3 separate regions of the Mus musculus genome follow, and all the other regions are linked to region 1. The links are chromatin contacts, called in public HiChIP or PLAC-seq and promoter capture Hi-C maps. All regions are on one chromosome and are shown on one strand. The core of a region is the stretch at or near the end of the contact, and the rest is flanking DNA. Distances in the headings are between cores, read along the strand shown.

The links. Promoter capture Hi-C pulls out the DNA fragments that hold promoters and counts their contacts. HiChIP or PLAC-seq counts read pairs in DNA pulled down with a chosen protein or histone mark.
Region 2: a contact with region 1 is called in a promoter capture Hi-C map of embryonic stem cells. The contact joins the promoter of Nhsl2 here to the promoter of Rtl5 in region 1. A contact is called at or near these places in 13 of 39 promoter capture datasets (the 3T3-L1 cell line, cranial neural crest, embryonic stem cells and 3 more), 10 of 484 Hi-C or Micro-C datasets (cerebellum, embryonic stem cells, nephron progenitors and 2 more), 2 of 115 datasets of contacts at active chromatin or transcription factors (cardiomyocytes and embryonic stem cells) and 3 of 9 other capture datasets (adipose tissue, embryonic stem cells and macrophages).
Region 3: a contact with region 1 is called in an H3K27ac HiChIP or PLAC-seq map of extraembryonic endoderm stem cells, with 4 times the contacts expected there. The contact joins the enhancer-like site here to the promoter of Rtl5 in region 1. A contact is called at or near these places in 8 of 39 promoter capture datasets (the 3T3-L1 cell line, 3T3-L1-derived adipocytes, the SN4741 cell line and 4 more), 2 of 115 datasets of contacts at active chromatin or transcription factors (extraembryonic endoderm stem cells and kidney) and 2 of 9 other capture datasets (adipose tissue and liver).

What each region holds. Positions count from the first base shown.
Region 1 is chrX:102,069,435-102,072,768 of GRCm38.p6, reverse strand. It overlaps Rtl5 (retrotransposon Gag like 5), which reads left to right and starts at 1,462. Exons shown (of 2, transcript NM_001278534.1): 1 at 1,462-3,334. The coding sequence starts at 1,907. It overlaps Nhsl2 (NHS-like 2), which reads right to left. Exons shown (of 8, transcript NM_001163610.1): 2 at 1,290-1,445.
Region 2 is chrX:101,847,766-101,851,099 of GRCm38.p6, reverse strand. It overlaps Nhsl2 (NHS-like 2), which reads right to left and starts at 1,715. Exons shown (of 8, transcript NM_001163610.1): 1 at 1,253-1,715. The coding sequence starts at 1,532.
Region 3 is chrX:101,906,930-101,910,263 of GRCm38.p6, reverse strand. All of the region lies in intron 1 of Nhsl2 (NHS-like 2), which reads right to left. Among named protein-coding and RNA genes, the nearest start is that of Gm25828, 4.1 kb to the left of the region's middle. Within about 2 kb of position 1,698, at least 8 of the 459 cell types and tissues checked have an H3K27ac peak or open chromatin away from gene starts, as enhancers often do. A contact at or near this core is called in extraembryonic endoderm stem cells, where this site is marked.

The sequences.
Region 1 (3,334 bases), core at 213-2,712:
TTTCTAGGTCTGGTTCCACTGTGGGTGGGGTCAGGTCTAGGGAGGCTAAAAGTCAGGAAACCGAAGGTGGTGGCATAGAAGACAGCCAAGTTCATGGACACATGATGACGGAAGTATGTGTAAGATGTGAACGGGCCTGACCAAAGCCATGGCTTAGATGACATGCAGAAAGTGAGAGGTCAGAATGGACATTCCAGGCTCTGTGTGCTCTGAATCTGGTGCTGAGGCTGCTCTCAGGGCTGATTCTCTGCAGCAATGTCTGCGCTCTCTGCTCCGATTCCCTCTTCAGAAGCCCTTCCAGGTGCTCTTAAGTCTCAGGGCAGATACCCAAAGAGCACTCTTCCCTTTGAACTGTGGCCCCTGGGCATGTTGGAAAAGTTTTTCTTTGTCTGGAGGTGGAGGTCTGCCTCTCTCTGAGTTTCTGCTTCCTGGTCCTAATTCTACCTTTGCTAAACTAGCACATTCACTCCCCTCCCCCTCTTGCATGGTAGCTCTTCCTTGTTGGACACAGGGCTCATGATTATCTCTTAGCATCTTGCTTCTCTAAGGTCACTACTGCCCTTTTCGGGGAGCTGGGGGTTTCCACTGTATCCCCCTTGGGAGGCCCATCAGATGTTTTCTGTTCTGCACTGGGATTAATATATGCTGGCACGGAGATATAAGAACTGACAAGATATTTTGTACATTTCGTATCCATTGGGCACCTCCTGGGGGAATTCAGCCCTGTGTCCAGTGTCTCTGAAAAACTCAAGTAGTAAGAGAAACTCAAAGGTACAAGAGATGGCTTTTTTTTTTTTTTTGTGGTGCTGGACATAGAAGCTTGGGCCTTGCACATGCTACCACTAAGCTACATCCTCAGCTTGGAGAGATATATGGAGGAGCTCATTGTGGTTGGGAGGTTATTACAAGAGCAGAGTGTGTGAAGTCCAGGTAAGGAGAAACCCCTTTGTTTTCTGGTGCCAGCATCCCAAGGCATGGGCTATATAACAGGAGGGCTGGAAGGAATGTGGGTCCCCATTGAGGGAGTCTCCCATTTCCTTCTCCGTGAATTGCTTGACCACTACCCTGTCTCAGCCTGTATCCTTTCTCCCTTTATGGACTACTGAACCAAAAAGGGAGGGAGGAAGGGAGCAACAGCACTGGAAACAGAATGTTAGCATCATCAGTCTGGAAGGTGAAAAGAGAGATGGTTTGGAACTGTTTTCTTTTCTTTTGCTGCTCCCCATTTCTTCTTTGCCTCCCTCCTGCTGCGCAGCTGCCTCTAAGGCAGCCCCCCACCCTCGCAGTACCTTGCAACAGGCTCTGGAGATTGAGCTGCGCCTCGCGAAGCAGTTCCTCTACACTCGGGGGCCTGCCCGAGGAGAGGAACACGTTCACTGGCTGTCGCCATGACGACCTCGAGTGGGCAGTCGCTGTCGCATTTTCCCGACCCGAGTTAGCTGCAGCTAGGGAAGGAGAGAGTGAGTGAGAGCGCAGCCGCGGGAGCCAGTGGGCTCCCTCGGTTCCCGAAGGCCCGCCCCTGCGGGGGGCGCGCGTAGCTGAGCTTAAAAGGCGAGAGGGATCGCTGTCTGCAAGATTTTTCCTCGACAGATCCTGCCGCAGTCCCTTCCCTCCTACTCTGCCTGCCTCTGTTGGCGTCACCTCTGCCAGCGTCTCGTCTGTCTCCTGCGCCTGCCGCCTCCAGGTCCCGAGCTGCTGCCTGCTCTCTCTCCGACCCCTGCCACGAGGTAACGCGTCCCGGACCGAGCCCCTGTGGGTGTGGCCCGGGCTCGCTTGCGCCGGGTCGCCCTGTCGCCGCACGTTGGTCTCCTCCCACGCCCACCTCCTCATTTCTGCCTCCTCCTGCACTCCCCATAACTCCCTACCCCCAAGTGCCCAGCACTCAAAGCCCCAGGAACTTGTCACAATGTCTGAAGCGGCGGGAAATCTCAATAGCCTCCGCTTGGCGAATGTGGCCCTGCGAGAGGAGTTAAATGCCCTTCGAGGAGAGAATGTCCAGCTGGGCCTGCAGCTCGGAAGAGCCTTGGCCGAGGTTAATTCCTTGCGGGGCAATGTCTCGAGCTACATCCGCTGGCCCATGCCCATAGTACCGGTCCTTGCCGAGGAGAACTTTGAGTTCCTGCTCAATGAGACTGATCCCACTCCTGAGGAGGAGGAAGAGGAGGAGGAGGAGGTGCCTTTCCTGTGCTGGCCTCCTCCACGCACAGATCCCGAGTACGTCTCAGATGATCTTTTGATTAATGTGGTCCAGGACTATACCAACCCCGACGGGTCCAGTGACCCTCCTCTGTCACCCAGCCCGTCCCAGCCGGAACTGCACTCCCCCATGTTAAAGGAGCCAACCTTTGAGTTCCTTTTGCCACCGCTGGAGCGGCCAGACATAGAACCCTTTTCAGGCGACCCAGTGTACCTGGCTGAATTTCTGATGCAGCTAGAGACTTTCATAGCAGATCACGAGGATCACTTCCCTGGGGGCGCGGAACGGGTGGCATTTCTCATCTCCTTTTTCACAGGGGAAGCGAGAGACTGGGCTATCTCAGTCACTCAGGAAGGAAGCTCCTTGCATGCCAACTTCCCGCGCTTCCTGGATGAAATCCGTAAGGAATTCTGTGGCCCCATCCCCTCACGCGTGGCTAAAAAGGCCATACGCAAGCTCAAGCAGGGAAACTGTACCCTGGGCAGCTATGCAGATGCTTTTCAGTTCTTGGCCCAGTTCTTGTCTTGGGATGACTGTCGCCTCCAAAACCAATTTCTCAAAGGCTTGTCAGAAATTTTTCGAAAGGAACTCTTATGGTCAACTGAAGTGGCCGACCTGGATGAGCTGATTCTTGAGTGTGTCAAGATAGAAAGGAAAGTGCGTGTCCCCAAGACAGCCTCGCTCACTGGAGTTCAAAATAGCTGCTGCCCCTTTGCACTAATTCCTAATGAGGATGAAAATGAAGGTGTGGAGTTCTACAGTGAAAATGAGGGTGAGGGTGAAGAGGCAGGCGGGTACAGGCTTTATCTGAAGGATCAGAGGCAGCACATGACAGCTTTCCCACAAGAGATGAGGGAGGAAGAGGAGGAGATGAGGAAAGAGGAAGACGAGATGGAGGATGAGGAGGATGAGGACGAGGATGAGGATTATGAATTTGAGGAGGAGGATGAAGACGACGACGACGAGGAGGAAGAGGAGGAGGAAGAGGAGGAGGAAGACAAGGAGGAGGAGATGAAGAATGAGGATAGCGATGAGAATAAGTATGAAGAAGAAGATGAAGTTATCGTTAGGGTCCTGGAGCCAGAGCAGGAGCAAGAGAGGGAGGAGATAGAGCACGAGCATGTGTATGTGCACGAG
Region 2 (3,334 bases), core at 466-2,965, 220 kb after region 1:
AAGGAGCCAGACCCTGGGCCTTGGCTTGCCTGGTCCCCTACCTCCCAGAGGCTTCTGGTCCCGTGGCCACATTCCATCTGGCAGTCATCTGTGTCTTCCACCTTCCTTTGCTCAAAGGATTCAGTTTATTTTTCTCTAGCAGTGACCTCTGCCATCTACCTCAAAGGACAGAGACCTTTATGAAGGAAGAGGGGCGCCAGAACCTCTGACTCCTGTCATTTTGTTAGGGGTGGAGTCTGCAAGGAAGAAAGGCTGACCCAGACAATTCTCTCCCAAGGCCTCCCTCAAAAGTCAGCAAGTAGCCATCTTCCACCTCCTTCTGAAACTTTCTGGCACACTGCTCCCCCGACACCCCTTCCTAGCCTTCCCTAGGTGGCAATTGGCCCTGTTACCTGCCATTCCTCCTCTACTCTCAGCATTTTTAAACATACTCAGCCCCGACCCCGTTTAAGAGAAGTCCCACATTCTAAGGGAACGCTGCGTTTTTTGCAGAAGAGGTCCTCCCTATCCAAAGTGTTGAGATCCAAAGTAGTAAAGAGCCTGAGCTCCCGCCCGCCTCCAGTCTCACAGGTTCCTAGTGTTCAGTAAGGAAACTCCCGGGACCTGGCGTTTCTCGGGCATGGCTGGCGAGCACATTTTTAAGAAAACCGATGACAGTCTCTTTAAATGGTTCTCTCCCGCAAATCTGGGCAGCCGGACCTTAGCGGCTGGGGCGGGGGTTTGGGGTATGGAATCCGCTAAGCCCTGGGCAGTCTCCCCTCCCCCTGCCGGCCACTCCCAGCGAGGCAACGCGGAGTGTGCGGGGAGAAGCGAGCGGGAAGGGAGCTCGGAGACGGCTGGGCGCGGGAAGCCCGTTCGCAGTCCGGCACGAGGTCCCACGGGTCTGGCTGCAGCGGCCCCCGCCGCCCGGGAGGCAGGCGGGCAGCTCGGGCGCGATTTCCAAAGTGGCCCATCAGGAGAGACGCAGGCACGGCCATTCGGTTCCCGGAGCCACCGGGACTCTTTGGTCTGCGCCGCCCAGGACCCTACGGATCCCCTCCCTCTCCACCAAGCACTCCAGAGGTGGCGGCAGCCCCCAGACCTAAGCAGAGGGCCACTCGGGACCGGGCGAGCGGATCCCGGAAGGATCGGACGGCGGGAGGGCGTCCTGGAGGCCGTGTCCCTCGATCTTTGAGGGGCGGCCACGGGCAGACCCAGCGGGACATCCCCAGAGGCGGGTGGGAGAGGGTCGCGGGCGCCTCGCGCCTTTTACCTAGCAATTCTTCATCATCCTCCGGGCCAAGCAGGCGACAGGGAAGGCGGCGGCGGAGCCGGACGGTGCGCCGGTACAGGCTGTCGGTGCGGCGCCCCAGAGCCAGCAGGTGCCCCTCGAGGTCCTCCAGCAGAGCCAGCGAGTGGCCGCAGAGGTCTGCGAGCTGGCGGAGCAGACTGAGCGCGGCCAGGTGGCTCACGTCGCGGAGCTCAGCCAGCGGCTGCGGAGGGTTGCGCGGGCACAGACGCTGGGGCACCACAGTGCGCCGGTAGAACGGCATCCCGGGCGCGGGCGCGGGGACCGACCCGGTCCGCTAGCCTTGTGGCACTCGGGAATCCTGAGAGGCAGCGGCGGTCCTGGTGGAGCAGGGCCCGGGACGCGGGCGCGGGCGAGCGAGAGGCACGGGCGGCTGTGCGGGCAGGCGGCTTCACAGCCTGCAGCGCCGGCTCCCCGCGGGCTGCACACTCGCAGGAGCCACCAGTCCCTCTGACTCTGCTCCACTGGGCTCCTCCTCCCTGGCTTTCTCCTCCTCCCTCGCTCAGCTCACTCAGCTACTTCGGGATTCCTCCTCACCCCACCCCCACCATCCCCTTTCTTCTTCTTCTTTCTTTCTTTCTTTCTTTCTTTCTTTCTTTCTTTCTTTTGCGGTCAAAAATTCGCAGATTAACGCTTGATCCGGGAGAGAAGAAAAGGAAAAAAAAAAAAAAAGGAAAGAAGAGTAGAAAGAAGCTGAGAGTTAACCGAGGGAAGTCTGTGTGAATGTGTGTTTGTGATGGTCGGTGCGCAAAATGTGCCCGGGTCCTCCTGAGGAGCTTCAGGCCCAGTACCTTAACCCGGGTTAAGGTTGTTTTCTGCTTTGTTTTTTAAACTTAACTTTCTTTGTAAATACTGAACAATGCAGACACACCGGCGTACATACGAGCGAGTCACAGCAGAGACACGAAGTCTGGCTTCATGCATCTAGTTTTCCTTCTAAAATATACTCCTTGCCACGCACCAGTCTCCATTGAGCAAGCTAGCGGCCAGAACCTTAGAATCAGAGGAGAGAGAACCAAGTATCTTATTTGACTGTCCAGGAGGGAAGTGACCCTAGCACTGTGGAACTGTAAAGGCAAGAGCGAATAAATACAAACCCATTTTGTGGAGTAACTTATTTCGTTGGGATTGAGGGATCCAGTTTGCATTTTGTGCCAAAAGGGAACACCGATCTGTTTCCTTTGGGGGGCACAATGAGCTCCTGTAGTATCCCAGAAGAGGGGTTTCAGGAGCTGAGATGTGCTTTCAGTGCAGACAGCCCCGATTTCTCTCAACTGTAGAAGGTAAAATGTGCTCAGACAAGTAGAGTACCTTTAGTGTATTCTATGTCTGCATGCACTTGGGACATTTCCACCCAAAGCTGCTCACACTGAACTTTCAATGGTTTCTCCACTGCTCTGCTTTCATTTGGGCTGTGCTCCTTTTCATCCTACATATGCTCTGTTGAGTATAAGCCCACAGAATCTATTAGCAAAATATTTTTAAACAAAACACTTGTGCCCACACTAACACAATGTGGACTGTTTCCATTCTTTGCTTCAGAAAAGTTAATTGTTCCTTAGACAGTTCAAGAAAGCTCTATGCAGGCTGGAGAGATGGTACAATCATTAACAGCAACGCTGGCTGCTCTTCCAGAGGACTTGGGTTCAATTTCCAGCACCCACCTGGCAGCTCACAGCTCTCGGTAACTCCAGTTCCAGGGGATCCAACACCCTCTTCTCAGCTCTGAGGGCACCAGACCTACATGCAGGCAAATGCTTATACACTTAAAATAATAAAGTAAATTTAAAGAGAATCTCTGGTTTTAAATGTTTTGCTACACAAAATTAGTATGTGACATGATGGCTATATTCATTGGCTTTATTTATTAATTCTTCAATGCAAATATCAAAACATAATACCGTGCCCTACACATATGTAATTATTATTTGTCGATTGAAAATTTAAAAAAAGCAATGTACTGCAATCTGGTTGCCTTCATCTATACTCATTTCTTATTTAGTAAATAAAAACATAGTTACTAGAAACACTGAGTTCTAATTAAAG
Region 3 (3,334 bases), core at 449-2,948, 160 kb after region 1:
AAAAAAGCTAATCTGAGAAGGCTCCAGACCATGTAATGTATATATGATCAGAGGCAGAAAACAACACAGCCCCGTAGCCCGAGGAGTTGTCCCTTTTAGCAGATTCTATTCAGGTAAAGCAGTGTTGTCCTTCACTATGTCACAGAAAAGAATCTTGAGATGAGTTAGAGTACAGCAAATTTAGTGACTTTATTAAGTAGAAACGGAAATTGTGCATGCTTTATATTTAAGTTGAGACATTCAGAGAGGGGAGGAAGAGAGAGACAGAGACAGAGAGAATGAGGTACCTTGACTGTCTCAACAATAGCCATCTTAGAAAAACACTGGGGCTCACAAAGATACTACCAATCCAACTGAATTGTCTCAAGAGGCAAACCTTACTCTTCATCAAAAGGAAGCACTTGAAGGAGCAAGTGCATCAAGACAAGAAGTGATCTTTTTATTGTAACGCAGGTGGTGAACATAGCTTTCCCCCTTTGGCTGGGCTCTGACCTCACAGCTTTTCTTGATTGGCTAATTTTAAAAGAATCAGTATAAAAGAAATGAATGAAGGAAACTGAGGGTCACTGCTTTAGGACACGTTGAAATGCATTGGTGGCTTTCTGTTAACAAGGATTTTACAAGGTTGGGCAGGCGTGGTGGTGGTGGTGGTTAAAACTGGCCTAAAAGTCTAACAAAGTAAGAGATGAAAATGTTGTAAATGCAAGTTTTACAATGTTTTACCAAAAAAGACCAATATTTTTTAAAATATTTATTTATTTATCTATTTATCTATTTATATATTTATCTATTTATCTATTTATCTATTTATCTATTTATTTATTTATTTATTTATTTATTTATTTATTTATTTATTTATTTATTTATTTATTTATTGTGTAGGGCTGTTTTGTGTGATATGTGTCTGTGTACCATGTGTGTGTTTGGTGCCCTTGAAGGCCAGAGGAGGGCATCAGATCCACCAGAACTACAGTTCTACATGATTGTGATCCACCATGTGGATGCTGAGAGTCAAACCCAGGTCTACTGGAAGTGCAACAGTGCTCTTAATCACTGAGCTGTCGCTCCAGCCTCAGAAAAGACTAACAGTGTTACTTACAGACATAAGTTTTTATGGCTTCTGAAGTTGTATTAATCAGAGGATGTAGTTTCCAACCAAGTTCAAAAATTAAGGAAAGTTTTAAAAATTAAGTAAAACTATATGAGTTGGTTTCCTGTCTTCTTAAAGAATTTGCTTTTCGTAAGTGAAATTGTAAGGCAGCTTTACAATGCACACTGCTCAGGCTTAAGGACAAAGGAGGAGTGCTACCTTGGCTCACCTAAAAGGATGCACATGTCCTGGCCCCAAACAAGCATGGCTTACTTGTTGAGTTTTAGTGCTCTTGTGTAAGCCATAGAGAATTCTGTCTCTGTAGGTAATCTTTATTTTGCCACTTGTGTTGAAGTCATTGATGCTCTTCATTTCTTTTCCATGTCTCTTTAATTTTCCCTGGCTTTCTATCCTGCCTTGATAAGACAATCCAGAAACAGAAAAAAACTATAGAGACAGTAGAAATACCAGGGCTTGTCTGGTCCTATTGGGGAGAGAAAGACGAGTGGATGAGACACAGAGGATGTTTAGGGGAGTGGAGGCATTCTGTGTGAGACAAGAGACGACACAGACTGCTGCACATTAACACCAGGAGGGGCCCTAATGTAAACTCTCCGCTTCAGTGATAACCAGGGCTCATCAGCCATCACAAACATTCTTCTGTGATGTGGGGTATCTGCATTGGGAACCTTAAAGCCACCCTCTAAAGTAGTGTCATTTATAACACTGTGAGTCCCTAGAAATCCTCCTAAAAGTGTACAAAGAATGGAGGAAAACCACACTCATTGAAGAGAATCCACTAAATTGGAACCTTGAGCCTAGGATAGTTCAAAGAATGCTTACTCCCTTCCTCCTCCTTCCCGGCACAGCACGAAGGGACAGAAAACCCATCCCCGACTGTTCCTGATAACACAGGAATCCTCTCCATCAGCTCCCAGTGGGAGGGCTATCTTCGTAGGAGGAGTCAGCAAGGAGCATTTCTCACCCCATTCTCAGTGACCTCTTGCTCAGGCTTAGTTCCAGGTAAAGGAGCCTGAAAGAGGCGGGGATCCCTTCTGCCATGCAGCTCCCTCTCGTGGGATAGAGCACCCACCACTGACCGTACAAAAGTCCTCTGGCTTGGTCTCTGGGGCGCAGGTACTAGATGAGGAAAAGCAAGCCAAGGAGATCCAAAACAGTGCTGTTCCCTTTTGGGTGAGTGCTTAGCTCTAAATTGAGAGGAAAGAGGGGCTTTGACCTTAAAACAAAGCCGTGTCTCAGAGAGTTTGCCCAGGGAGAGCAACAGGCTATAGAACAGAGAGTCTTGAATGACTCACAAAAAGAATTGACTTCATTTCTACCACCATGGAGGAATCGGCGCCTAACGAGGGGAGGTGAGATGAAAGGCAATGGATAGGGGGATGGTGGATGTCTTGGAGATGGAGCAAAACTATTTAGTTTTCTGGACAAAAATAGGAGACAGGGTCAGAACAAACCACAAACGCTTATCTAGGGAATTGGTGCAGCAAACAAAACAAACACAAAACGACAGCAACAAAAAACAAAGCCCACAGTTTGATTAGACAGGTTAGGGAGCAATTTATGCCATGGGTAAGAGCTCAGTCAGAATCCAGGGCACGTGAGGGCACCCTTGGGATCACCTCCTGCTGGTCTTTGGTTGAGGGAGTGACCATTATGGAAATTATGTGGTCAGAACTAAATGAGGAAGTATCATGAGGAAACACTGGGATGAAGTGTGGAGACCAGTACTAAGAGTTACTGGAACACACAAGTTTTCTACACATTTCCAGTTCCCAATAAAAAAGCATGAATTATGAAAAAACGAGAAAGGATACACCACATACTAGAGGGAAGCCGCTCAGAGCCAGGCATGAGAGTGCACGCCTACAATGCCAGCACAGGGGAGCAGGAGGCAGGACATCAGAAGTTCAAGTCATCCTTGGCTACCTAGGAAGTTTCTGGGTAGCCTGCACTGCAGAAGACTCAATCTAAATAAAGAAATAAGCCTACAACCAACCAAATAAACATAACCCCCAAACCTACAAACACAATGAGAATTCAATTCAAATCCCAATGGTCCTTTTTTGCATAAATGTAAGAACTAATTTTAAAATTACACGGATTTCTAAGGCACCCTTTGGGATTTCTAAGTCAAATTAGGCTTGGAAAAGAACAGCAAAGTTGGAGAACACATACATCTGATTTTTGGTCATATTGAGGCAGGGGAACAAGACAGAGAGTAAG